Regions from separate parts of the Mus musculus genome. Here all the other regions are linked to region 1. The links are chromatin contacts, called in public HiChIP or PLAC-seq and promoter capture Hi-C maps. All regions are on one chromosome and are shown on one strand. Each heading gives the region's core, a stretch centred on a gene start, on an enhancer-like site or on the middle of the called end of the contact. The rest is flanking DNA. Distances are from core to core; before and after follow the strand shown. Region 1 holds the start of Rabep2 (rabaptin, RAB GTPase binding effector protein 2). Region 2 holds the start of E430018J23Rik (RIKEN cDNA E430018J23 gene). Region 3 holds the start of Nsmce1 (NSE1 homolog, SMC5-SMC6 complex component). Region 4 holds the start of Cd2bp2 (CD2 cytoplasmic tail binding protein 2). Region 5 holds the start of Itgal (integrin alpha L). Region 6 holds the start of Il4ra (interleukin 4 receptor, alpha). Region 7 holds the start of Kif22 (kinesin family member 22).

Evidence for each region. Promoter capture Hi-C pulls out the DNA fragments that hold promoters and counts their contacts. HiChIP or PLAC-seq counts read pairs in DNA pulled down with a chosen protein or histone mark. Capture Hi-C pulls out chosen DNA fragments and counts their contacts.
Region 2: a promoter capture Hi-C map of neutrophils shows a contact between it and region 1, with 4 times the contacts expected there. The contact joins the promoter of E430018J23Rik here to the promoter of Rabep2 in region 1. A contact is called at or near these places in 2 of 39 promoter capture datasets (neutrophils and pre-B cells) and 1 of 9 other capture datasets (liver).
Region 3: a promoter capture Hi-C map of cranial neural crest shows a contact between it and region 1. The contact joins the promoter of Nsmce1 here to the promoter of Rabep2 in region 1. A contact is called at or near these places in 3 of 39 promoter capture datasets (the C10 cell line, cranial neural crest and maxillary cranial neural crest).
Region 4: a promoter capture Hi-C map of pancreatic islet shows a contact between it and region 1, with 3 times the contacts expected there. The contact joins the promoter of Cd2bp2 here to the promoter of Rabep2 in region 1. A contact is called at or near these places in 5 of 39 promoter capture datasets (the C10 cell line, cranial neural crest, hippocampal neurons and 2 more), 1 of 115 datasets of contacts at active chromatin or transcription factors (bone marrow-derived macrophages) and 2 of 9 other capture datasets (adipose tissue and pancreatic islet).
Region 5: a promoter capture Hi-C map of liver shows a contact between it and region 1, with 2.4 times the contacts expected there. The contact joins the promoter of Itgal here to the promoter of Rabep2 in region 1. A contact is called at or near these places in 5 of 39 promoter capture datasets (cranial neural crest, hippocampal neurons, liver and 1 more).
Region 6: a contact with region 1 is called in a FOXA1 HiChIP or PLAC-seq map of pancreatic cancer cells. The contact joins the promoter of Il4ra here to the promoter of Rabep2 in region 1. A contact is called at or near these places in 2 of 39 promoter capture datasets (cranial neural crest and frontonasal cranial neural crest) and 1 of 115 datasets of contacts at active chromatin or transcription factors (pancreatic cancer cells).
Region 7: a promoter capture Hi-C map of liver shows a contact between it and region 1, with 2.2 times the contacts expected there. The contact joins the promoter of Kif22 here to the promoter of Rabep2 in region 1. A contact is called at or near these places in 5 of 39 promoter capture datasets (the HPC-7 cell line, hippocampal neurons, liver and 1 more).

The regions. Positions count from the first base shown.
Region 1 is chr7:126,427,321-126,430,020 of GRCm38.p6, reverse strand. Rabep2 (rabaptin, RAB GTPase binding effector protein 2) reads right to left here and starts at 1,254. Exons shown (of 13, transcript NM_030566.2): 1 at 865-1,254; 2 at 236-445. The coding sequence starts at 889.
Region 2 is chr7:127,392,314-127,395,013 of GRCm38.p6, reverse strand. E430018J23Rik (RIKEN cDNA E430018J23 gene) reads left to right here and starts at 1,393. Exons shown (of 3, transcript NM_198011.2): 1 at 1,393-1,761; 2 at 1,900-2,013; 3 at 2,499-2,700. The coding sequence starts at 1,578. It also overlaps a transcript of Zfp764 not described here.
Region 3 is chr7:125,490,079-125,492,778 of GRCm38.p6, reverse strand. Nsmce1 (NSE1 homolog, SMC5-SMC6 complex component) reads left to right here and starts at 1,336. Exons shown (of 8, transcript NM_026330.4): 1 at 1,336-1,366.
Region 4 is chr7:127,194,791-127,197,490 of GRCm38.p6, reverse strand. Cd2bp2 (CD2 cytoplasmic tail binding protein 2) reads left to right here and starts at 1,414. Exons shown (of 7, transcript NM_027353.4): 1 at 1,414-1,562; 2 at 2,030-2,130; 3 at 2,333-2,468; 4 at 2,590-2,700. The coding sequence starts at 2,053. It overlaps Tbc1d10b (TBC1 domain family, member 10b), which reads left to right. Exons shown (of 9, transcript NM_144522.5): 9 at 1-32.
Region 5 is chr7:127,294,861-127,297,560 of GRCm38.p6, reverse strand. Itgal (integrin alpha L) reads right to left here and starts at 1,301. Exons shown (of 31, transcript NM_001253872.1): 1 at 1,038-1,301. The coding sequence starts at 1,092.
Region 6 is chr7:125,550,840-125,553,539 of GRCm38.p6, reverse strand. It overlaps Il4ra (interleukin 4 receptor, alpha), which reads right to left and starts at 1,269. Exons shown (of 11, transcript NM_001008700.4): 1 at 1,212-1,269.
Region 7 is chr7:127,041,040-127,043,739 of GRCm38.p6, reverse strand. It overlaps Kif22 (kinesin family member 22), which reads left to right and starts at 1,320. Exons shown (of 14, transcript NM_145588.1): 1 at 1,320-1,396. The coding sequence starts at 1,339.

The DNA.
Region 1 (2,700 bases), core at 5-2,504:
TGGGTATCATGGGTAAAGATGATTGCTACACTTAGCTGTGACTGACAAGAGTTGCTGACAACACTTGTGGTGTTTCTCTGCAAAATAGAAAGGGGCACTCAGGTTCTGGGACACAGTCTTTTCTCTGTTGAGCTACCTGAAGCTCATCTGAAGCCCTCCTCGCCCTGCATTCCCTGCTAGAGGGGCGCAGGCAGACAGGCTGTCGGGTGGGTTGTGTTGGGAGCGGGTGCCTCACCTTTCAGGATGGCCTGCAGGGAGGCCACCTCCTCTTGGCACTGTCTCTGCACTGCAGCCACTGCCTCCGCCTTGGTGCTCTCGCTCACCTCAGCTACAGCCTTCATGGTTTCCATTTCTGCCAGGGCACCGGCCAGTTCGGCACGAAGCCGACTGAGCTCACTTGACTCGGATGCATCCTTTTGCTTCTCTTGGGGCTGGGGATCCAGCGCTGTGGGGAGCGGGGAGTGGGGGGGACAGTGACCAAGATTTATTCCCACGGCTTGCCGATCTCCTAACACCTCAGGCCACCCAGCAGTCCAGTAACCCAGTCCTACTCTCCATCTACAAGGACCTCATCCCATTCCCCTGGTCCTGCCCCTCCCGGAGTCCCAACTAACTTGGCTCGACCGTCCAATCCCTTCCAGTGGCCCCGCCTCGCCCCCTTACCTGCCCCACCCACAGACACACCCACCGTGTAGGCCACGCCCACCCCGGTGGGCGCTGTGCCCCGCCCCCTTCCCGAGCCTCCGCGCTGGCCGGCTGCCGCCAGCAGTCGCATTCGGCTCCGCCCCCAGCCCCCTGCTCCCCACGTGCGCAGCGGCGCAACTCCCGCACCGATTCCTGGCCGCCGGTGCCCCCGATTCTCACCTAGGGTTGCTGGCGCAGCTGCCATCGTCTCAGCCCAAACGGCGGATTCCCGCACTCACTGGTGATGGCACTCCCGCTTCCGGGTCCGCTCGGCTGTTTCCGGATCCGCTCGGCTGTTTCCGGATCGGCTCTGCAGGGGCCGCGGGGGGTGGGAGGGCGGGATGGTCAAGAGACGCCGACTGCACTCGAGTGGACGCGCGGCCTGGATCCCGCCTTTCTTGCAGCCTCGTGGGACCGCCCCCGCGCTCCCGCGCTCCCTGGAAGCTCCGAGGGCTTCGGGTCTGCGGTAGTCTTCTCTGGTGCTGAGGATCTGCTGAGGCTCCACTCGAGGCCACCTCCTGGAACGCCTGGTCTTAGTCCTAGAGGACGCTGCGCGCGGCCTCCTCCTTCCCTCCGCCCGGCCGCCCTTCCGCCGTAACCCGACTCGCGTTACTGCGAAGTGTGCCCGGCCCGCCCAGCATCTCCGCCCCGCGGGCCAGGGCTGGGTTGGCGTTCTGAAGCTTGGCGCAGTCAGTGGCAGAGGTGCGAAATCTACGTGTCTCCAATCCCATTTTCATATGGCTTCCTGCAAATCTCTTTCTCCACTCCCAGGGCTGTAAATCTTTCAGCCTGGGTCTGGGTCAATCTCTCATTATGTATGACCTCTCGCTTTGGAGAGTCACAGCAATTCAAACAAGTACAGAGCCTGGGTCCCCCTGCCTCCAAACCGGTTTTCTATAAAAGACTTTGAACCTGGAAGTCCTTGATTCTTTGTGGTCTCCTTGGAATGCACACCAGTGTACTTATACCAGGATGCCTTCCTCATTTCTCCAGCACTAACACCCAATCGTAGTACCCATCACGCCTGAACTAGCAAGATAACCCTTATCTCCTCCTCCTATGTGCCTACTGGTGGGCTTTTAGTGTTAGAGGGAGCCCACTACAGATTATCCCCAGACAGCCTGTGGTGGTTTGAAAATGCTTGGCCCAGGGAGTGGCACTATTTGGAGGTGTGGTTTTGTTGGAGTGGGTATGGCCTTCTTGGAGAAAGTATGTCACTGTGGGTGTGGGTTTTAAGACTCCCTCCCGACCCCCACCCCCGGCTGCCTGGGAGCCAGTCTTCTGTCTTCAGAACAAAATGTTGAACTCTCAGCTCCTTCTGCATAATGTCTGCTTGGATGCTGATATGATCCTGCCTTGAAAAATCTCATGAAAGAGATTTATTGGAGGGTCCTGGGTGTGAAGAACAAATCCAGGGGTGGCTGCCCTCTGTTCCCAGGAGCAGACAGCACGGAATTAAATAGAGGGCAGAGCTTAGATAGGATTTCTTAGGGGTGGAGCTTTTCAGGGCAGAGAGTTCCAGATTAAGGATTGGTGGGATTTCAAGTCCTGACTTTGGGGAGCTCAGGGATTGGTGGGGTTTTGCGGGAAGCCCAGAGATTGGTGGGTTTCCCTGCTTAAGGATTGTTGACTCCCCCCCCCCCCCCCCCCGCCTTCCTTTTTTCCTGCATCTAGGCTATGGGTTAAGGTAGGAAGTCCTTCCTGGCCACAGCCGGCTTTTACTGAGGCACCACCTCTGTAGGGCCGCTGGCGAGGCTGGAGAGCTCCTGCTGTAGTAATTCACCAAGAGTGTAGGCCGAGGCAGGAAAGGCGTTACCACCGTGGACAGCTCCTGCTGAGGTGGGGGCGGGGGTAAGGAAATGCATCCGAGTGGACAGCTCCTGTGATGGCTGCAGGCTGAGAAGGCCTCCTCCCTGCCACCATTTTGACAGGAGCTGGCATTTTTGATAGCTTCTGCGAGGGCATTTTATTGTGGCTGGGGTTGACTGCCGCTTTGACATCTTTTGCGGGATGCCA
Region 2 (2,700 bases), core at 144-2,643, 960 kb before region 1:
CCTAGCTGTCCTGGAACTCATTCTGTAGACCAGGCTGGCCTCAAACTCTGAAATCCGCCTGCCTCTGCCTCCCAAGTGCTGGGATTAAAGGCGTGTGCCACCACTGCCCAGCCAAGATTCCTTTCATAGGTAGGTATTTTATATTAAAATAGCAATGAACCAGACTGAAAACCTGGATGTATATGACCGTGAGTAGGGCCTCATTCCTCTCTTGGATATTTCATGGGAATCTCACAATCTTCCCAGAAACTTTAATTCCTTCCTGGAAGTGAAGGGGAAAAAAAATCCAGATGGGCAGATGTAGAGTTTTAGAAGATTAGGTCGTGAATGTTCCGAGTGTCCTGGCTGATCAAAGACCAGCTCTATGATCTCAGACATGTGTCAAGGACAGTATTTCTCAACTACTTTGAGATGTGTAGACCAAGCTGGTGGAAACAACCTCTGAGACTGCTATACTTTCTAGCTTATTAATATTCTTCCTGCCACAGGCTTTCTGGGGCTCCACAATACACTGACCAGAAGAAAAACACCAAACACCTGTTAATTCCTGAGTCCAGCCATTGCTGGACCTCCATCTTGCTGACAGGGTTCAGGATCCCAGGCTGGAACTAACAACTATCCTGTGACTTTAGGTGTTTCATGTTTGTTATCCAGTAAAGGCTGTAAAGAGGGATGTTGCTGTTATTTGCTGTCTAAACTAAGGCACACAAGTCATAAATGTGCAGATTGCCCACTCCATTGTTCCCTTATCATTCTAAATTCCAGACCAGTCCAGGATGCGACCTGGCTGCAAAAGCTAAATCAAGGAACCTGAAACAAAGTGACGCTGATGAGGTCCAGTCACCAAAGTTAACTTCCTTGCTTAACCCATTGTGTGAAAGACTGACTAACGCAACAGTGCACCCAAGTCCCCCTTGCTTTGTGTTTTCATCCTATGAAAACGTTATATAAGCTCTGTTCCGGGATGCTGTTCAGCTCCCAAATTGGCCACTACATACGCGTGCACAGAAATAAAGCTTTCATTTTTAAACTTCTATCTCTGAAATGAGTTTTCTCAGATTCTACCCCAACCCAAAATTCACAGACTGCTTCCACCTAGCTTAACTTGAGAGTGGTGTGAACACACAGAATCTGTACCATTCCTCAACTGCACGATACTCGCGGTCCTGGAGTCCCCGCCCACATAGGCACGTCCACTTCAGTCTTGGTCTTAGATTGGCACTTGTAGACACTTTGGCCATTTTGGATGAGGGCTAGAAAACAATGACCCAGGAAATCCGGTGACGTAACCTTGGGCGGGACCCCAGGGATCAAGGTTCTTGTTACTCCCCGCCCCGCCCCGCCCCGCCCCGCCCCCACACGTTTATGCACAAATACTGCTACCATTTCTATGAGTTCATCACCACGTCTTGCATCTGTACCTGCTTCTAGGAATCTTCAATTTTCACCTACATTAGGGTGCTCACGGACCTGATATATGTCCTTTCTCAGCCCTGGTACCCCACCGCGGCAACCTAGGATCTGGCAGGCGATCCAGGGGACGCCAGGCAGATCACGGAACAGTGCGGGGAGTCCCCATGGCGCCGCGGATGGCCCCGGAAAGGGCCTCCGCTTGGCCTGCATTCCTTAAGCCTGGGACTGTGAGCTTCGCGGACGTGGCCGTGTACTTCTCCCCGGAGGAGTGGAGGTGTCTGCGGCCGGCGCAGAGAACCCTGTACCGAGAGGTGATGCGCGAGACCTATGGTCTCCTGGCCTCTCTGGGTGAGAACCTTCCTGGCCGCCTGGGTTCGCGTAGCCCTTGACACTGTGGGTCATGCGGTGGATCGGAGTTCCCTGGGTACGGGTGGTCGTAACAAGTGGGTCGACCTGACTCGTGGGGTTTGCTATCTTTCCCTCCAGAAGTCGGGGGCGACAAACCAGCGCTCATCTGCTGGGTGGAGGAAGAGTCCGAAGTGTGGGGACCCGGTGCCCAGGAGCCAGAGGTGGCCATGTGCAGGACAGAAGTCCACTCAGGTGAAGGACTGGGTACTTGCCTGGGGAAACTTCTGTGTTGCCAGCCTGTGTGGTGTCTTCTAGTGACTGCACTTACTGCCTGGCAGTTTCTTCCCTGTTTTTCTGTTTCTTGGCCAAAGCCATGATGGCTGGCCCCTGGATTCATCTGAAAAGGGTTCTGTCCAGTGCTCTCACCTCATATCTACAGGGTCACTAGGCTGTATAGGTTGTAGCCCCTCGTTCCCACTCCTCTGCTGCCATCTCTGTGACTGCGTTCTGGAGTCTCCTTCAGTTCTTGCTGTCCACCTCTGACAAGTGCTTAGCTCACTGCACTTGGGAATGGGGACCACACAGACACCTTTCTTTATGCTGCATCTGGACATCTGTGCACCACGCATGCTCAGATGCTGTGGCCTCTCCCCTCCTGTGCCCTGTTTCCATGTGGGGCTGTGGGAATCGAGGGGCAGTAGAGTCAGAGTCTGAGCTTTGTCATGGTCTCCCAGCAGATTGCAGGCACGAGAAGGAAGGGAAGAGACCAAGGGAAGAGACCAAGGCAACCAAGAAGATACTTTCTCCAGAAGCTGGGCCTATGGAGCCACGCCCCTCCTTTGCTTCCCCTTCTTGCAACTTGGAGCTGCTTTTCAAGAACTCTCAGCAGGGGCACCCCACTGTTGCGGTGCACAACCCTATCCTAAAAGCAGACCAGCG
Region 3 (2,700 bases), core at 87-2,586, 940 kb after region 1:
GGGTGGTGAGAGGCCATGTATGTTTTCAGAGATTGGACTGTGCACTTCGTACGGTTGTATAATTAGTCACTTTTCCTGGGCGAGGCTGCATTTCCAGCTCTGAGACGTGCATCTGGAATTCTCGGAAAGGAAAAGCCTTGAGCAGGCAGAAGTGATTTCTTTGAAGTTACCCTTGTGGCAATTTCATCAGGCCTCACAATTCTTAGATGAGAGTGGCTAAGGCAGTACCACACCACACTTCTCGGCGGCCGTCCTAGTTTTCCCTGCACATTAGTAAAAAGTTTCTGCCCCAGGTAGTAAATGTCTCCGCTGACGTAATAAGCCAGATCATGCTGAATTAAAAATATAAAAGCAGGTTTACCGGGAGCAACTCTCGGGCAGTTTCAACGGTCTCAGAGAACGAGGCCAAAGAAGTCGCCATGAGACCCGGAGAAAAAGAGCCTAGCAAAAGAGAAACAGAAGGCAGAGCGACAGAGAAGAGAGTCCTAGGATGGCTGGGGTGGAGGCCTTTTCTCCACAACACGCACCTGGGTGAAGACTTAAGCAGCCGCTAGGTCCCTGAGAGCAGGCCAGAGGGGTCACCTGCATAGGAACAATTAGTTCTTTTAAATCTCTTATTCAGGACTGGTGTGTGTGTGTGATCGTCTCTTATGCTTTTTCCTCTGTGTGTGTGTGTGATCGTCTCTTATGCTTTTTCCTCTGTGTGTGTGTGCTGCATAGGAACAATTAGTTCTTTTAAATCTCGTATTCAGGACTGGTGTGTGTGTGTGTGTGAGATCGTCTCTTATGCTTTTTCCTCTGTGTGTGTGTGCCAGAGGTCTACGCAAGATGTGGTTCCTCGGAAGGCCTCCACTTTGTTTTTTGATACAAGGTCTCTCTTTGCCTGGGCAGCAAGCACTTTACAGATTACGCTCGCGGACCCCAGAACCGGCTGTTTTAACTCCACTTAGTAGCTCCATGAAAGGTCACCGCTCAACCAGTAGCGGCAGAGCCAAGTTTCTAGCTCAGGCCACAGGAAAACAAAAGCCATTCTTCGTCTCCAGTCTAAAGCCTGCAGTAGTTTTACTACGACACAGGCCGTGGGCCGTGGATCGTCCCGCCGTGGGTTCTCCTCCAGCGAGCGAGAGGCGGGGGCGGCGGAAGCCGTTCCGGGAAGTACGAAAACCGCGCGGGAAACCGCGTAGCTCAGAAGGCGGCTCACAGGTGCCAAGGCGCCATAGCAACAGAGCGGGCGGGGAAAACGGAAGTACTCCGCTGGTGAGCGGGAGAATGCGCGTAGCCCACCAGTAGGAGCTCCAGTCTGGCGATCTCTCCGCCCTGGAGGCGGGCTCCGATATGGCTTCCGGCGTGATCTCGCTGGTTTGCGGTACGTATGAAGGCTTTGGGGTGCTGCGGGGACCAGAGCGGGCATCTGTGGGCAACGGGATCGACCATGGGGTCGGCGCGGGCTTTGGCGCTGACGAGATATTGAAGCCCGCAAAAGGCAGGGGTTGGAACAGCTCTATAACAACATAAGTTGTTTATTTGTTAATTTAAATTTTAAAAAATTGTCTTTTCGAGACATGCTCTCACCATGTAGCCTAGGCTGACCTGGAACTCCTGTAGCTCCTGACTCCCGATCGCCTGATGGGTCAGGCGGAGAAAGTGTGCCTTGTCACTGACACTGTTTGGTGACAGCCACTTGTACCCTTCTGTTCAAAACGACCACACCCTCCCCTTGCGTGCCCCGCCTCCCCACTCCCCCCCCCCCTTTTTGTTTTGTTTGTGGAGCCAGCATTTGAAAGCCTGAGGCTAAATGTGTTCAGAATCATCCGTTTGTCCGATTTTGGAAAAGTATAGGATTCCTGTGCTCTGTGTTTTGTTGCATTTCGTACTGATAACCATAAATAACACCTCTAACCCAGACCAAGACTGGAGAAGTCTAGAGAAGGAACCTAGATCATGGTTTGTTCTGTCTGTCTGCCTATCATCTACCTACCTATCTAAGCAATCTATCTAATCATCTGTGGTTATGTTTTCTAGACAGGTTTTCTCTTTATTGCCGTGGTTGTCCTGGAATTCACTCTGTAAATTAGGTTGGCCTTGAACTCAGATCTGCCTGCCTCTATCTCCCATGTGATGAGATTAAAGGTGTACACCACCACTGCCCAGCAACCACGGTTGGGACTGGCAGTGCCTTAAAAGAAACTGCTTTTGCAGTACTGTCCGTCACTATCGCCATCACTTGTGTACCTTTGTAGCCCCAGCTCCCTCCTGGGGAACACTGTTCCTCATGAGGTTCTGGTGCGTTTCAAACCAGGCTGTGCCATCAGCGGATTAACACTGCCTAGCACAGGCCACCCATGCTGTACCCAAGCATTGCTTATTCTGTAAACGCCTTGGTTTTAAAGTCCTTTGAGTGGGCTGCACCTATCTATGGTTAATCCTCTCTGCAGAGTCCCTCATTGCAGATAGTTGCCATCCTAGCCACAAACAAGCATGGCTCCTGTGATCGGTTCCACACCCATTTTCTGACCCCTTTCCCCACATCACACCATTTGAACTTTTTCTGTACCACTCTTCTCTAATTAATATTTAAGTTGTCTTTAAGTATTTTTGTTTTGTAACATACTTATGAAGATAAAATGAACACCTCAGGTGTAGCACCACCAGATTAAGAAACGTATTATTCCATACCCCCAGCCCCCCATTGAATCTCCT
Region 4 (2,700 bases), core at 165-2,664, 770 kb before region 1:
AGTAAACGCTCACTTCATCTCTCATCAACAAACATAGTGGTCCAGCTCCTTCCTCCTCAGCTTTGCCTGGATTCTGCTGCTCCCACTCTCACTGGCCTCCTGGGATCCTCTGCACAGCTTGCAGGACTGGGATCGCCTTTCCAATGGCTTCAGCCCCCTGGAAGCTGAAGGAGGGGCCTGAGAGTGTGTGCAAAACCACCATCTTTAGATTGGGCTGGGTTCTTGGTCAGCAGCTTGGTGCAGTTCCCTGGGCGTCTAGGGTAGACTAACTGCCTGGGGTTCATCCCAGCAGGTACACACAACCAAACTGCGCAGCTCTTGTTTTCTGTGGCTAGATCTTTGCCACACACCCTCTACTCCGGGTCAGGATGATAAAGGTGTGGGCTTCTGTGGCCGTAAAGCTCCACTTGGCACTTCTCAGCAGAAAGGGGATCAGGGTGTGTGGTCTCCAGGTAGAGAAAACCCCCTCCGGATGAACCAGCAGTGCTGAGAGCTGCTTTCTTCAGGGTCCTGTCTGTAGCAAGATGCCCTCCTGGTCTAGAACTTGTGTTCTGTACCCACAGAAGTGAAGTTTCATGATTCACAATGGGAGAAAACCCTGGAGGAGAAAGGCGTGGTCCATCTGGCTGCCCTCTTCCAACTCTAGTAGGATCACCGGAGCTATTTAGCCGAGGGTGGGGACGGGGGTGGAGGCGTTGAGGTTTGAGTTGTTCCCCAGAGCTCCAGATCTAAACCTCACTATTGGGGAAGATCTCACCTGGCCCCAGCTTTGCAGGAGCTGGATCCCAGCCCTTTGGCAGTTTGCTAAGGGATGAGGTAGGCTTCGTGTAACTGATGGGCTTCTGCCTGGTTACAGGCCACGGACGGAAGCCAGTGGCACCTCCTGTGATGGTTGTCCCGCTACAGAAACTAGGAATTAAGTGGGAGAATAGACATGGTGCAAATGACTCCTGGGTTCTAAAAGGGCTTGGTTTGGAAGGTGCCCGAGCGCTTATAATCAGAAGCAGGACTCAGAGAGAAGAGCAAGACTTTCTTTAAAAATAGACGGTCTCATGTTGTATCCCAGACTGTCGTCAATCTCGCGACAATCAATCCTGTTTCAATTTCCCGAGTGTTGGGACTGCGTTAAGATCGGAAGCCCGGGTGTCTACTGAAGGCCACTAGGCGTACAGAACCCTATCCATACATGCAAACGGAAGCCCGAAGCCTCTGTTCGGCCTGTGCCTCTCCATCCAGGCCTTGGGAACCTCTTAGCACACCACGTCCTTATCCTCACTGTAGCCTCCATCGTAGAGGAATAATAAAACATTTCCCGCCATCCTCAAGTCCCGTGAGGCAAGGACGTAGTTCACGCGAGTCTTTGCAGGTCTTGCGTCACTTCCTGCCGCGAGTCGGCCTTGGCTAATGGTATGCATCCGCCCTTTTTGAATAGAAGTGAAGCCACTTCCGGGTCCTATGCCGGTCTCCACGGTTTTTTTCCGGGTGATGAAGGCGGGTGCCCCGGATGTAATACCGGCGAAAGCATCTTTCCTTTTCTTCCCCGCCTGACCCTGGGTTCCTAGGTGAGCACCGGCGGGTAAGATTGTTTGAATCCCCGCGGGTTTGCTTCGCCTTTAGTTTGTACGCCAAGGACATGGCCGAGCAGGTCGCTACGTGGTATTCGGGGATCTAGGCAGCTCCAGCTCTTGGGTCCGACCGGCCTCTGTGAGCACTCGGGTGGGAGAGGTGGTTGAGTTCGGTAGCTCCGGACTGGTAGGGGAGTGGTGACGTAGGGGAACCTGACTCCCCATCCCCGGGTGGGAATACCCGCAGGGTCCACGCGGGGGCGGAGATCCTTCCCATCGCCTCTCCTCCGGGCCTCAGAATTGCCCAACCAACCCCGGACGTCGTGCCTGCTAGTTCTCTCAGATGCTTTAGCGATCTGTCCTCGCTCACATTTACCAGGAAAAATGTTGGTGGCCCCTGCACTCCCCCGCGGTCCTCTCTCCTTACCTCACTTCCTCACTACATATCTTTTTCCGAGGTCCAGCTGGAGGAAATCCACAGCCAATCATGCCAAAGAGGAAAGTGACTTTTCAGGGTGTTGGAGATGAGGATGGTGAAGATGAAATCAGTGTGCCCAAAAAGAAGGTGAGATGGCCAGATTTCGAATTTCCGTGGAGGACTGAGAGGAAAGAAGAAGGAGAAATCTGATGGGAGGAAAGCCGGGAAGCCAAGGAAGTGTTAGTTTTCCCCGGCGCACTGGGTTTGGAAAGATTTGTGTACAGATCCTGGAGTATCTGGGGAACTACCCAGTTGGCTGCATTTCTCATTTGCTTCGGCCTCCTCACAGCTGGTGGACCCTGTGGCTGCAGCAGGTGGTCCTGGGAGCCGCTTCAAAGGCAAGCACTCTTTAGACAGTGATGAAGAGGATGATGATGAGGAAGGGTCCAGCAAATATGATATCCTGGCCTCAGAGGATGTAGAAGGTGAGCTATGTCCGAAGCGTTAACTGAGTTGGGGGGACAAGCCTTCAGGATGGAGGTGGGAGGTGTGCCTGCTTCCCTTTTGCGTGTCTAGCATGCCCCACCCCCAATGTCTTCGGTGCAGGTCAGGAAGCAGCTACTCTCCCTAGTGAGGGCGGTGTGAGGATCACACCCTTCAACCTGCAGGAAGAGATGGAGGAAGGCCACTTTGATGCTGATGGCAACTACTTCCTGA
Region 5 (2,700 bases), core at 52-2,551, 870 kb before region 1:
ACACCCCACACACACACAGACCACACACACACCCCCACACACACACACCCCACACACACAGACCCCCCCCACACACACAGACACACAGACACAGACTAGTGCTGCCTCTGAGGCCTGTTCCTCCAAACCCACTCATGCTCTGAGGCTGCCTACACCCAAGCACAGACTGGTGGCGCCAGGACTTTCCCTCTGAGGCCTGGACTAGAGACTAGGAGACTACACAGTCTGTCTCCCAGGGTAACTCCTCCCAGACCCAGAGGACTCAACTTCCCCTTGGACCTATTGGGAAAGAAGGAAGGGTAAGAAGGCGGAGGCCCATGAGAAAGAAGCCAGGGAGGGGGCCTCCAGGCATAGAATGACCAAGTTCCCAGGCAGGGACTGGGAAGAGTCTGCCCTGAGGCCCCATGGCTGCCACACTGACTGCGCTTCTCTGGGCACCTTGCATCCCAGCACCTGAGAAGTGACCAGCCTCATGGAGTCACCATACCCAGAACCCAGCAGGTGACTTAAGTTTCCCAACTCTACCCACCAGACATAGGTATCTCCCGACCTTTTAAAATCCAACACCGCCCCTCCCCCATCTTAGGCAGCTAGAGTGCCCTCTGCAGCCTCTAAACTGTCCTTTTCTGGTCCAACTTTCCTTACAGAAAGACTTATAGCACCTTGTGTCCTGGATATCAGAGATGAGGGTACCCTCTTCACCTCCCTTCAGGTGCCCAAAACTCCCAAGCAGACATAATACAAAGGAGGTGGAGTAGAAACCTAACCCAGCCTTCTCCCATCCTGAGTCCTTCCAACCATCTACCTAAACACGTGAAGGCTCACTCCACCTCCCACCCGCTCTTCCTTCCACGCCCTTCGATATCATGCTTCAAGTTTGTGTAGGTTCCCTCTTCTCTCTCCGGGATTCCTGGGTCCCACATCACCTATACCGTCCATCCCCTGGAGTGGCTCCTCATCTTCTTTGGCTCTACAGAGCCTTCTGGTTTCCCCTGTCACAGACAACGTCCCTTTCCCCTCCCTCCTGGATTTCCTACCAAACAGCTGGAGTCCCAGTAGCAAAAGTCTGGGGCCCGCAATCCGGAAACTCATCTGCGCTTAGGAGGGACCTGTGGGTCCGGACTCGATCTCAGAGAGCTCTTGAGATTTGCTGGCAACCTAGACCCGGGAGGAAGAGGGAAATGGTGGCTTCTCTTGCATGGGGCCCCTTCCAGTGGAACTTTCTCAGGGCTGCCAGGCTGATGACACTGGGTGGGGGTGGAAGGAGGGGGTGCGCTCCTGTCCGGGTTGTGAAACCTCTCTGTTCAGAGAGGAAGTATAAGCAGGTTAGATACATTTCCTGTGCCTACTTGCATTTTCACATCATCCAAGAGCAGACAGCAAGGCGGTTAAATTACTGCCACTTCAGCTAGGCAACCTCCGCTCTCACACCAGGCCCCGGAAGATTCTTCAAAGCCTGATAGAAGGGAGTAGGGAGTAGACTCGGGGGAGGGAGGGGTAAGGGGGGGGGAGGGGAGAAGTGCTGTAATTATATTATCTAAAACAACAAACAAACAAACAAACAAGCCAGATAGAGGGTTGCTCAGGAAGCATCCCTAAACCGTCCCTGCTTGAACCACACAGGAAGATTGTGGGTGACAAAAGGATGCATGCAGAAAAGAGAGCCTGGAGCAAGCCACAGAGCTGCAGGCTTCAGAGCTAATTTCTTTTTTCTTTTCTTTTCTTTTCTTTTCTTTTCTTTTCTTTTCTTTTCTTTTCTTCTCTTCTCTTCTCTTCTCTTCTCTTCTCTTCTCTTCTCTTCTCTTTTCTTCCTCTCCTCTCCTCTCCTCTCCTCTCCTCTCCCTCTCCTCTCCTCTCCTCTCCTCTCCTCTCCTCTCCTCTCCTCTCCTCTCCTTTTCCCTTCCTTCCCTTCTCCTTCTCCTCCTCCTCCTCCTCCTTTTCTTTTTTTCACATTTTTTTTTCCCAAGACAGGGTTTCTCTGCGTAGCCCTGGCCACCCTGGAACTTACTCTGTAGACCAGGCTAGTCTTGAACTCAGAGATCTGAGATCTGCTTACCTCTGGGATTACTGGTATGCATGCACTACTACCATTTGGTTAATTTTGTTTCTTTTTTTTTTTTTTTTTTAAAGATTTATTTATTTATTATATGTAAGTACACTGTAGCTGTCTTCAGACACTCCAGAAGAGGGAGTCAGATCTTGTTACAGATGGTTGTGAGCCACCATGTGGTTGCTGGGATTTGAACTCTGGACCTTCGGAAGAACAGTTGGGTGCTCTTACCCACTGAGCCATCTCACCAGCCCCTAATTTTGTTTCTTAAAAAAAAAAAAAAAGAAAAAGAAGCCAGGCGTGGTGGCGCACACCTTTAATCCCAGCACTCAGGAGGCAGAGGCAGGCGGATTTCTGAGTTCGAGGCCAGCCTGGTCAACAAAGTGAGTTCCAGGACAGCCAGGGCTATACAGAGAAACCTGTCTCAAAAAAACAAAAAACAAAAAACAAAAAAAAAAAAGAAAAAGAACTCAGGACACAAAGACAACTCGATAACAACTTTAAAAAGACAACTTTTGAGGGATTCTTTTTTTATTTCTTTTCTTAAAAAAAAAAATCACTGGGCCCATGGGATGTTTTTTTTTTTTTAAGAAAAGAAATAAAAAAAGAATTTGAGGTGTTAGCTCCACCCAAAGAGCCCACATAAAGGT
Region 6 (2,700 bases), core at 20-2,519, 880 kb after region 1:
CTTTCATCCCCGATTGTGGCAGTCATTGTGCCTGCCTCAGGGACAGTCTCCCTGGCCACCTGGCCCTCCCCAGTCTGGGATGGCACTGTATTAAGACCCCAGCACAGCCCAAATACTGCAAACCCTCAGATGGTCACAACCTTGCCCAATTACCAGTGTGTGATCATTTGGGCGACTCACTTGGGTTTCCCCATCCTTACCCTGAAGATCCAGGAGCAGGGCCAGGACTACGAATCCTTCCTACGACTTCCCTGAGCCTCAAAGCAAGGAATTCAGGGGCTCCTGCAGCGCTGTCTCCCTTTCCACATATCTAGCCCCTCTTATGTCAGCGAGGTGGCACACGGAGCCGTCCCACCTTCTAGTTTTTGCCCATGCTGTACCCACAGTTCAGCATGCCTTCTCTTGTCTCTGATTCTCGACCTGCCAAAGTGTTCTCCCACACCCCAAACTGACTCAGGAGCTGTACTGCCCAAGGAAGAGGTGCCCTGCTTGCCCAATACACTCCCTGTCTTGTGTGTCTATCCCTCAGTCAGAGAGCACAGCCTAAAACAGCAAGCAGAGCACAGACGAGCTGGGGAACACACACACAGTGGTCACCTCCCCTCTCTGCCTCAATGTCCCCTTAAGCGGTCATGACTTCCCTGGCTGATTCCTAGAGGCCTTACCAGGACTGTGGAATCCCATTACTCTCTTCTGGCCAAACATATTCTCAAGTCTCAGTTTCCCCATAAGACTTTAGGATGGGACAAATGTCCCAGCAAATGCCCCCAGACTCTCAAAAGACCACCTGTAGAAGGAAGGCCACATTGAGCCTCACACCTCCCAAAGGGCTGGAGAAGGGCAGGACCCAGGAGTGCTGGCTTGGGGGCAGACGGAATCACAGACTAGCTGGCTTATACAACGTCCAGTTTGCCACAATAGTCAGGTTTCTGGGTTACTGAACCGGAACCTGGGAGGAGCCTGGTAGTCCGGGCTTCTACACAAAGATCCCTAGGACGTCTTTGTGGGGACCGGACCGCCGAGGCTCCCTGAGTTCTAGCGCGTGAGTTGTCTACTTGCTTGACCCGCGCCCGAAGGCAGCCGACCCTGGCTGAGCGAGGAGCCCAGCAGCCCCATGCCCACCCCAGGTTCCGCGGGCTCTGGTTTCAGGCCAGATCGGTTCTGTAGCCACCACTGCCCGGTCCCCAGGCTTCCCCACCGCCCGTTCCTACCTGCGAGTTCAGGCTCCACGCGCCGCGCGGGGCTTTCCTGCGAGAAGGACCTCGCCCCGCTTCCTACGCCGCCTGGTGTCCCTTATTTACATGCGACGCCCCACCCCGTGCACGGTCATTTACATGCCCCGCCCCTCACCCAGCTCATTTTCACCCGCAGTCCTCCGGACTTTGCCTGATCGCTGGCTTATTTGCATGCCCCACCCCACGCGTCCGCAGCTGTCCAGAGCTCCAGCTTTTAAGTCCCACGACTGCGGGACTCGAATCTTTGCCCTTTCCCTACAGACCAGCTTGGCTTGTGTTTGCGGCTGTTGCTCATTTTCCCAATGTTTACTCAGCGTCTGTGCCAGAAAGCAAAACAACTCATCAATTAAGAGCGAGTGTCTCCTGCTAGGTTCAGGCAGGAACCTTGCTGCTACTACCAAGAGGGAGTCATGCGCAACTATCCCTTTTCAGATGAAGAAGCTGAGGCATGGATCTGTTAGGAAACTTGCTTAAGGGTTGATGAGATGGCCCGCAAGCCTGAGAGTGCAAGATCTATCCCTAGAAACCACGCAAAAGTGAAAAGAAAGAACTGACATCACGAAGTTGTTCTCTCGCCCACAGCAGCGCAACTGTGACCAGCCTTGCCTTTGCTAGCTAAGCCATCCCATGGGCTTGCCATCCTGTTTTGAGCATTATGGATTGGGTTGGCTTAGTTTTTTGCTTCTTGTGACAGGATCTTGCTATACAGCTTTGGCTGTCATATTGTAGCACAGTCTGAACTTGAAGTCACAGTAATCCTGTCTCAGCCTCCCAAGTAGGATTGCAGATACAAGCCACCACATCTTGCTGTCTTCTGAGTCTGCAAGCCATCTTTTGATCCCTCCTGGCTGGCCACTTGTCTTCATGTGACTGGATTGTATGACCCTTGCCCAGGGGAGAGGGGACTATGTGAGATACATCGATATGTGACAGAAACAGGCTGGCCTGTGATGGTGCTTGGGACCAGCCCTGCTTGGCTCAGGTGCTCAGAGAAGCTCAGCAGAACTAGGCCGAGAAAGCAGCTGGGCTGGAGCCTGCGTGCCTGGTTGTGAAATCAGAATCTAGACAGTGCTGACAGACCGGAAAGCAGCAGGAAGGCCAGCACACATGTGGTCAGGGAAGGCATTTGAAAATGTTCAGGGGCACAATGATGGGAATTCTTAGCACTCCTCTTTCAAAAAACCTTTCTATGTATCTAAGTTGATGTCAGGACAGAGCCAAGGATACTGGCCAAGAAGACAGACAATAGCAGGAAGCTTATATTCCCTCCACAGTCCCAGACTTCCTAAGTGACCACTCTGTTTGGCCCAAGAGTGGGCTGGGAGCCCCAGATAATCCAGGCTCTTCTTCCAGTTTAAGGGCTTCCCGAGCTTGCCTCCTTCCAAGCTTGGAGCGCATTCCAGCACAGCGGATGGAGCTGCCTTTGAGCTTACCTCAGTGTTTAAGAGTAGACTATTTTTGAAAC
Region 7 (2,700 bases), core at 71-2,570, 610 kb before region 1:
TTTTAAGAATTCAGAAGTAAGACGGGCAGTGGTGGTGCACACCTTTAATCCCAGCATTTTGGAAGCAGAAGCAGGCAGATTTCTGAGTTCAAGGTCAGCCTGGTCTACAGAGTGAGTTTCAGGACAGCCAGGGCTATACAGAGGAAATCCTGTCTCGAAGAAGAAAAAGAAAGGAAAAAAAAAAAAAAAGAATTTAGAAGTAATAACCAAAATGTCAAACAGTCCAGTTTCCATTTCCATGGTAATGAAGTTAACCTTAAGTCACTAGACTGTGACCAATCAGTTCTTGATTGTGTGAAATGCCGTCTCATTCTAGACCTGTAAATTGTGCTAGTCAATATCTTTGAATTTAGCTGGGTGTAGTGACACACAACTTTGATTCCTGTCTTTAGTCCCAGCACCAGGAAGGCAAAGACAGACAGGTCTCTGTGAGTTTGAGTCCAGTTTAGTCTACACCATTCTGGGACAGCCAGGGCTACCTAAAGATAATCTGTCTCACTGTGGTCCTTCATGGTTAGATGGCAAAGTGTTGCAGCTTCCAGGGCAGAAGAGCGCAGGTCTTTGTTAGTTTAAACCCAGCCTGGTCTACATAGTGAGTTACAATGTTGCTAGTTAGAGACCCAAAGACCACCAAAGTCTGGTTTGACAATCTGTATTAAGTCGCTAGAAAATTCCTGGAAAGAAACTCCTCACAAAGCAGTCTCAACTGCATTTTACAGAAGCTTTTAAAGGTAAAGAGCACACAAAAACTACATCCTGTTTGGCAGTTGCAGGGCAAAGGAAAGCAAGCAGTTTAACAGAAGCCAAACGCATGCAATTAGCTGGGGGCATTTTGTCCCAAGATTCTAAAACAGGGCTGGGAACTTTCCCACAGTAAGAAAAAAAAAAGGGGTGGTGGTGGGGGAGTCAAGTTCAAAGAGGAACTTTTTGCCTTCTCACACCAGGACAGCCAGGGCTACAAAGAGATTCTGTCCGCTCCAAAAGGCAAAAATTGTATTCAGAGCTGGGAACTTTGAATATAGAATCAATCAAGTGCTTTCAGAAGAAAAGCTGAGAAGGAAAAGTCGGGCGAAAGTCTGCATTTAGCCAATTCCAACCTGGCAATTCAAAAGCCTGAAAGTGCAGGGACCTCAGTTACTGACCATTTAGTGACAGACTCCAGGGCCCTATCCCTGGGAATATTTTGCTTTCGAGACCGGAAGTGAGCCCGAGACGGCGGAATTACGGTAAATTAGAACCGAAACTTCCGGCGGCACGTAGCTGCGATTGGTCGAATCTGAGAGGGAGGCGGGGCCCCGGTAATTCAAAAGAGAGAAGCGGGCCGAAGAAGGGAAGGCTATGAGCTTAAGGGCTAAGACGTGTCCGCAGCGACGGGAGATGGCGTCGGCCACCTCAGGTACGCGGGCCGGGAGGAGGGAGCACCACTGCGTGAGACTTACAGAGTAGCAGTGGTCCCGGAAAATCCAGCCGGCGCGGGGCGGAAGGGCGAGGGGACGCTGGCTGGCGGGCGTGGAGGTGGGCGCCACCGCACCCTGTCCTCTATTCGCTGCCTTCGGCGGTGTAGAGGGGGTTGAGACCCTGCCGAGGCTCCAGCTCCTGTCTAGAGCCTGAGCGCTAATGTGTGCGCTTCAATTTGTGTCATCTGTAAAGCCGGGCAGCCACCCGTCTGTAAAGACTGAGCAGCGAAGAGCCTCTTTATCTGTCTGTCTGTCTGTCTGTCTGTTCAGAGATCCCACTCCGACTGAAGGCTGTGTGAGATCACACGGCAAAGGAAAATCCTTTCCCTCCAGCCTTGGAACCGGATGCTGTTTTCCTGGTGAAAAGGCTGGCTGCCAGGAGATTCCAAATCTTTCCTAAGACGATTTGCGTATGCGTGTCTTTCCTCTTTCTATAGGCCGAAATCTGGCCTGTTTGTTTGGCTTTGGGGGAGGCAGACCTTTAGGAGAACGCCTCAGCCAGGCAGTGCTGCAAGCATTTTGTGATGAACCGTTTAATGTTGTACAGAGCTCTGAGGTCATGACTGTTAATGCCCTGTCTTTAACAAAAAGCTTTAATTTTATCAATGTGTGCCACCTATGTGTGGATCTCCGCAGAAGCCAGAAGTGTTGGACCCTCTAAAGCTGGAGTTACTGGCAGCTGTGAGCCACCAGATGTGGACCCTGGGAACCAAACTCAGAACCTCTAGAAAACTAATAGGCACTCAATTTCTAAGGCTCACCAGCCCCCTGTACTTGTGTTTTGACAAGAGGAAGCAGGCATAAATGGGGTAGATAGCTTCTTCAAGATAGCACAACTAGTAAATATTGGGAATCTAAATTCACACTCAGGTAGTTACACTGTAATGCCTCTGCCCTTGACAGTTATGTCCGAATACAGACTCTGAGACCCAGGGTGCTTGGTATGTAGTAAACGTTAAAGTGCTGAAAGACTGTTAGCCCTTTCCAAGAAATTACAATCATTTTCAAATAGTCCCATAAACAAATGTAGTATGAGGAAATACATTGGTAGAAAAGCATAAACTTGTAGTGTAGAATCTGAAACAAACCTTTGGGTATTTTGAGAAATCTTTATTAAGAAATGGTAATTGGAAGCTGAGTGGTGGCGCACACCTTTAATCCCAGAACTCAAGAGGCAGAGGCAGGTGGATCTCAGTTCAAGGCCAGCCTGGTCTACAGAGTGGGTTCCAGGACAGCCAGGGCT